Linked DNA regions of Culex pipiens: region 2 is linked to region 1. The links are chromatin contacts, called in public Hi-C maps. All regions are on one chromosome and are shown on one strand. Each heading gives the region's core, a stretch centred on a gene start, on an enhancer-like site or on the middle of the called end of the contact. The rest is flanking DNA. Distances are from core to core; before and after follow the strand shown.

Region 1 (3,717 bases), core at 753-3,252:
GAAAAGAGGTAAACTCACATAAAAGTGCTCTAGATCGAATCTCGATGTACGCATAAAGGGAGTTGTGGGCATATGATTCTGAATTCTCGCTTACGTTTTCAAAAGGTCCTATGTACATAGGAAACCCACACAGCAAAAAATCCGATGGTAAATTCGCATGCAAAAGCATGCACATCACCTTCGTCATAATAAACACTTAATATTACACACTGCATGTAATTTTTTTGCAAAAACAAAAAAAGTAGCAACCGACGGGAATCAAACCCAGCACCAACAGTGAGGACTGGCGCCTTAGCCCACTCGGCCATCAAACCGATGAAACTTTGTTAGGATAAACGCATATATCAGCTTGACATTTCTGTCAAGTAGGTTTCCCATACTGATGGACTACATATTTTAGGGTGTAAAATTACATAAAATTGCATAAAATAATGCAATATTTATTTTACACCCAGGCCTTTTACACGGAGCTGGATTACTCCTTTTTTAGCTGTGCATGGCGCATTGGTTGTTTTGAAAAAGTAATCTAGAATTGATATGACTGTTGTCATATGACACCTTACACCCAAAATTCAGAGTCAAGAGAATCGTTCCCTTCAGTGCCGAAATCCCTCTCTTGTGCGCGAGGAAGGAGAGCACTGTTCCCTTCGGACGTTCAAAGATTTTTTTTCCATTGCTGGGTACCACTTTTATGTCGACTCAAGGCTATTATTCTCTCGGACGAGCGCTGGCCAGTTTTGGGTGTAAGGAAGGCGACATATAGAATGTTAAGCTCTGTAAATGTGGTCCCGATACTATCATGGATAATGAAAAAAAAATGCTTTTTTATAACTTATCTACTGCAAATTTGGGACTGATTTCACGTCGGATGTGAGAGCGTCGTCTTTAGACATCCATTTGCGAAGCTCTGACAAATTGAAAAAAAAACTAACTTTTTAGCTCATGCAAGTCAGCGTCTCTGGACGTTTCTCTTTATGAACTTATGCCGCCGGGGTAGCATTGATAAGTTCAAATTTGACATTTCCAGCTTCAAGGCCGCGGCATATCACGAACAAAGCTGCGAGTCCAATTAAATTGCAACTGCCGCCGGGACATTTCGACAAATCGAATTCCGTCACCAGGGACTGGTCTCTTTCTTCCTGCGCCACTTGCGACCACCAAACTGCGACGGCTTTTTTCGATGCTCCAGTTCGCGCCGCGGTTCGCTATTTTACGAAACCTCAGCCCGAGCTCATTATTTAGCGCGACCCGTCAAATCCTGCCTGCGCGCGCCATAATGGCGGCGGCATCCGTTCCAATCGATCTAAATTACGCGATAATTAATTAATACCTTTTCTTCGCTTCGCCCTGCCGTTCCCGGACGGGACGGAATTGCTTTTGCACCGTCTCAGGATTTCAAACTAATTTCAATGTGCAGATTGAGGCGAGCAAAAATAACACAAAAAATAAAAAAAGGAAAAGTGGCAGCGGCGACGGCGGCAAAAAAGAGCGCACCGTCGACGGCTCACTCAACCATCGCTAATTCGTGGTCGTGTTTTAAAAGTGAGTGACACCCACATTGATTTATATTAATGGTCTGACAGGACGTACACCACTTTAGCCGCCGCCGCCGCCCGTTTCGTCGTTTCACCTAGCGCCGAAGGAACGGCCGGGAACTGGGGAACAAGGGCGGCCGCGACGTTGAAATGTGTTAATGGAGAAACAAGAAACGACGGCACCGCCGGCAATAAATAATACATTTAACTCTAAATACTTTTACACTTAGCCTAACTATATGCGCTCAAAAGTCAATTAACTAACCTAACAAATTAGCCTTCACTGTGGCGAACGCGTTTGCTGGTGTGCGTGCGCGTTTGACAGGTCCGACATTTTTAATTCTCTTTTGAAGCCGCCGCCGCCGAGCGGAGATTGGACGTTCTCCGCTGGCTCCGCCCTCTTTTTTTCGTTTCCATTTTCGTGTGAACGGGTTCCTTTCTCTCCGGGCCGGCTCACTCACACAGGCGCGGCCACAGCGTTGCGCAGCCGTCGCCGGTGTGCGAGTGTATTGGTTTGGAAGCCGCTACTGCCGGCCCGGAGAGTAGGAGAGCGCTTCGCCGTCAGTTTGTCAGTGTCCGCCGTCTTCGAGAGCCGTGTGTTGTTGTTCGTGTTCCAAGTAGGCCGTGTCGTGGCTCTCTTTTTTCGTAGGTCAACGCTTGCTGCCGCTGCCCAGAGTTTCACACACAGGTGAAGGTGGCGTGAAGAGCGCGGCTGACTTGCCATTAGCGGCTTGATTGATTGATTGATTTGAACGCACACACTCTCGCACCTGAGCCGCGTGTCTGGTCCGGGCGAGTTGGAGTTTCGTTCAGTTCATTGTTGTGCGAGGGTGGTGTCAGTCGCGGTGCGGTGCGTTTCGCGGTACGTCGTCGTGTTTGACAAGTGCAGACATCCAAGTGGTGCGTTACGGCCAAAGGAAGAAGAGATGGAACGTACGCAGTTCCGGCGCGAAGGATTATTAGCAGTAGTAGGCAGTGGGTAGTTCTCCCGTTGAGTGACATCGCACGCACGTGCGGCAAGTGTTTTGTGTATTGAAAACGGTTCCCGAGGTCCGAGGCTGACAAGTGACAGTGACAACCCCTTCGGAAGGGTGTGTACTTAGCGGTACTAAACACGTGTGTGCATAAAACAAACGAAAAACCCGGCTCGGCAGCAACGCTGCATTCTGTGATTTAGTAGCAAAAAACGTGTAGTGCAAGTGGTTTTAATCATGCTGTGCAGAAGTCCCCCTCCGGCGAGTCCGGCCGTGTCGGAGATCTCCGTCGGATCGCCGAGTCCACCTCCGGTAGACCATCACCATCATCACCTCCACCACCTGTCCCTGCATCCGGCGCATCTTGGCGGCAGCAGCAGCAGTAGTCGAAGATCCGCTGAAGGCGACGACTACTTCAGCCCGCTCAAGCGTCTCCGCATGGAGCAGCCCAGTACAAGTCCCAAATCGGACACAACGAGCCCACCCCCGCGAATCACCCCACCAAGTCCCCCGGCACCTCCACCCGTGGCAGTTGCTCCTACCCTACCCAAGCCCGCCACCGTCGAAGGTGTCAAATCTTTCTCGATAGCGGACATCCTCGGCCGGGACACCGAAAGCAGCAATCGTGACACTGCCCTGGCGCTCCATCACCACCACAGTACGCTCCAGGCGGCGGCCACCAAGATCGTGCGGCCATGGGACCACCTCCGAGGACCCATCCCCGTGCGACCGTTCCTACCCCCGGCCCTGCTCCACTACGAGCACCGGCTAATGCTAGACTACAACGCCCAACTGCAGGAGCACTTTCGGGCGCACGCCCATGCCCAGGTCCAGCTTCTCCGCCACATGAACATGGACATCATCCCCTCGGAAAGTGGATCCGAACGGTCCAGTTCGGCGGCCAGCGGCGATTGCTGCTCGCCCGAGATTGGACGCACCTCGGAGCACCAGTCGTCGCAGTCGTCCTCGTCCGGATCGGGGAACAATAACAGCGGTGGTGGAGGTGGTGGCAAGTCGGGGCAGAAGACAACGCCCAACGGGACGCCGCTGGATGCGCTGTTCCAGATGACCAACAAGAACTTTGACGAGGCGAACGAAGATGGGGGTAAGTTATCATTGTTGTGGTTCATTTTGTTGTAACAAAGAATCGTCGCTGCGGTGAATGCAACACAGTCGGTCTGGCCGATTGTCAAAAACATATGGTTTCA
Region 2 (3,717 bases), core at 813-3,312, 130 kb before region 1:
GTTTATGATGTGACTCTTTTTAAGAGTTTGGTTTGTTTTTATTCTCAATCTAGTTTTTTTTAGAAGACTTGAGCTAGCAGAGTTCTAACAGAGATGGATATTCTTACAGCATTCTAGTAGAAATGTTCTACCGTTTTAGCAGGATTCTGACAGAACCAGCTCTGCTAGAATATTTCGTGACCGGGATATTCCAATTGATGTTGTTCTTATAAAGCATTCTGTTGAAAACCAGCGCAGCAAGTTTTCCTCTCTGATAATTGTCTTAACTTAAGATATTCAGTTTCAGTAACTCACTTATATCTCACAAAAGTTCATTTAAACAGATTGACAGTCGCCAATCGAAGTATTTTCTTCGAACTCAGGAATCGAACAGGAATTTCTATCTTACTAGAACATTGTAAAGAAAAACTCGCACTTTTTTATGTCTGGCAGTTTGCCAAACTCGCCAAAGCCAAATGTAAACAAAGCAGGCAAACTGCCAAACTGTCCAAAAGATTGTTTGTTTGCGAGTTTGTTTGTTTGCCATAGTCTAATTGCTCCTTAAATAAAACGTCAGATACTGCTAAAGTAGTTTTTAGTTTTCGCAACGATCATTGTTTGCAAACAATGCAAAGATAAACAAATCCTGTTTGTAAACAGTGTAAAAATAAACAAATCGTGTAGTGCTAAACAAAATAACAGCAATATTTATGCAAATATCGATAACCAATTGAAACTTCTCAAATTTGTCAGAATTAGGTTTCGTTTAGTAATTCGAAAAATAATTAAGGTGAAGCCGTCGATCATTTTCGGAGATAGTTGATAATCACTCTAAAATATTCTGTACAAAATTCAATTTAACGAATTTCTGCACCAAAATGAATCAGCATGTGCCGGTTGTTGCCTTCTTGAAGCCACTGAAGGAATTGTTGATCTAAATCAAATGTGTCTCAAAATTTATAAAATATTGTGGAGCAATCATTGAAGTCCTAGTTGGCAATCATTGATTAATGACGATTTCCATAACTTCGCATGGAATGGGATCTTAGAAAGTTCTCTGTTTAGCAGACGGTAAATAAGTCGTAAGCAAACAACCTTTCGAGTTCAAAAATCAAATCATAATAACTGAAAAACCAGCAACGATTGCTAAATCTTTACCAAAAACAAACTGGCATTTCAGAAGCTGTTTTTTGGCTGCCCGTCTGATATTTCAGCCAACATATTTCGCAGGGACGTGACAGCTCGAGCTCGATCATTGTTAGCATCAGTGACGAGGAGTTCGTCATTTACATTTCATTTAAAGCGCCATTTACAAGAAATCTCGACCGACGGCCTCGTACCTCGCTAGATCCGACTCGTCGTAGCACGAACTCCCGTTGCCGTCGCCATCCAGATCTATATCCTCCGAGGCGGCACTGTTGTACGACATCCGCGAGTGCGAATCCGAATCCGCGTCCACGTTGATCTCCTGATCATGATCCAGATCTTCCTCCTCGTGCGTTGTCGACGACATTATCGCTAGCGGCGGAATTTTGACAGCGTTTTATGTTCACCACAATCCCTCAAAAAATCACCACTTCTTGTGTCACTGACACCACTTCCTGTCTTCTCGCGATCTTCGCTAACTGCTGTCACACTTGGCGAAACATGGCTTCACTGTTCACCAAACTTGGCGTCAAATTCACTAACACCCTGCAGGTCAACGAACCGTCACAGACGACAAATTAGCAGACGCCTTTGCCAATGTCAAACGTAACCGGCTGGAAAATTAAGTAGCTCAAATCGCACTAAAGACACTCTATTGACACACTTCCGTGTCCGGGGGAATCTTCAACCAAGCTAGCAGCACTGCAACACACTTGTGCTCGCAATCACTCTCATCTGCCAATTAATAGCTCGTTAGGGTTTAATCTGCCAAACATCCAAACATCAACGGCGCGTTAAAGCCGAAAGCGTTGCCAACCTTAACGCGAACCCCGAATTCAACTTGACGCGGACGACGAAATCTCAGCAGGCCGTGTGTGCGCGCGCGATTGACAGCAAAGAAACACTGACTGACTGGCTGGACGCGGCCGGTTGTGCAACCGTGCCAAAGCGGCTGAACAAAACAGTAGGCCACGCCCCTCGGCTGTCAGCCAGTGTGCGGCGTTGTGTACGTGCGTGGGAACGGGACAATGTAGGGGAGAGTGGGGAGACTTGATCCCCTTTTTTTGTATCGCACATAACTCTGTCAATTTCTCACAAAACTATAAACTTTTTGCATGAATTGAAAGCTTAAACATTCATCTGTGTTTGGCTAATAAGGATATTTCATCAGATGAACTCTTCGAATCATGCCAAGCGTTTTAAAAAAATATTTTAAACCGGCATTTTAAAAATGTTAGGGGTAACTTGATCCCCCTTTCAACATTTTGAAGAAATCTTAAGCAAAATGTTTCTTATTCATCCAAACTTTTAATTTTCTATAAGTTACAGCAATTTCACATAAAACCTGTACGTTTGTGTTCAAAATATAACAAGTTTATTATGTTAAATATTTAAAAACTTAAAATATTATTTTTTAGACCAAAATTAAGCATGTTTACAAAAGCTGCAAATTTTTGTTTACGAAACTTTTGAAAAATGGTTCAAACTGCAGTAAGTTATGTACAACTATACTAAAGGAAACTATGTATGAAAACCCAGCTCAATTAATTAATCTTGAGGCTGATTCCAGTGACTGTAAAAATGCAGGGATCAAGTCTCCCTAAACGCACTTTTTTAAACAATTGATTGTAAAAATAGTATGACGATAAATTTAACATCAAATGCGTAAGGGTTTTGGAGTTGATAAGTTTATCAAACAATTCATGTGTAAAACATATTTTTTTGAATAATTTTTGAGTGTTTTCTATACATATCAATACAAAGAAAAAAAAATCTCTTGGATGTTTTTTGCAGCTCGTTTTAGAAAAATGTGTGTAACTGAATCTAAACATTTTTTAATTTTTTTCTTTGTTTTCTACAATGAGTTTTAGTTAATTTCGCACAACTTTCTAGAACAAAGCTAATTTTTTTACCCACATGCTGACGAGATACAGGCTTGGGATCAAGTGTCCCCGGGGATCAAGTCTCCCCACTCTCCCCTAAACAAAGCAAACAAAACGCTGCTGCTGCTCGTGCGCTGATTGGAGGAATCGATGGCACCAATACCAGTGAAGGTGCGTTTTGTGTAAACACTGTGCTCGTGTAAGGTGTCAGTTGTGTGGCGGTGTTGGTGCGCGAATGCAGTTGCGCTTTGTTTTGGCTTGTTTGCTAGAGTGAGAGCTTGATTTGGTTATAAGCAATTGTGCATGTCCTTTCGCGCAAAGTTGATCCGGGTGAAAATGAATACATTTTATTGTGTGTGCCGTTGATAGCCTGCCTTGCTGACGGTGGTGGTGGTGGGATGAGTGTGGGAAAACTGCTTTTTTCCTTCTCTCGTTTCGTACAATAGCTGATGAAAGTGTTTTGAACTGTGTGTTTCATACTCTGTTGCTTGATCTGTGTTGTGAAGAGAACGAGATGCGGCGTAAATGCTTTGCTGTTGGACGGAGAGCTTGTGATTGGAGATGGGAATATAATATTGAAATGAAAGGAGTTTGCGAATGGAGCAGTGTGAACGGCGAATAATGGGATTTTTTTATGGGGCAAGATTGTTGCTGAGCTTGAAAGGGTTCCGAGAAAGATGAAGTATTGTGTTTGATTTGCGAAAAAACG

Evidence for each region. Hi-C and Micro-C count contacts between places; a contact is called where the count stands out from the background.
Region 2: a contact with region 1 is called in a Hi-C map of embryo, with 4 times the contacts expected there. The contact joins the promoter of LOC120417220 here to the promoter of LOC120417206 in region 1. A contact is called at or near these places in 2 of 3 Hi-C or Micro-C datasets (embryo and whole body).

The regions. Positions count from the first base shown.
Region 1 is chr1:111,152,271-111,155,987 of TS_CPP_V2, reverse strand. LOC120417206 (homeobox protein B-H2-like) reads left to right here and starts at 2,002. Exons shown (of 3, transcript XM_039579171.2): 1 at 2,002-3,614. The coding sequence starts at 2,747.
Region 2 is chr1:111,284,744-111,288,460 of TS_CPP_V2, reverse strand. It overlaps LOC120417220 (T-cell leukemia homeobox protein 3), which reads right to left and starts at 2,062. Exons shown (of 4, transcript XM_039579181.2): 1 at 1,320-2,062. The coding sequence starts at 1,492.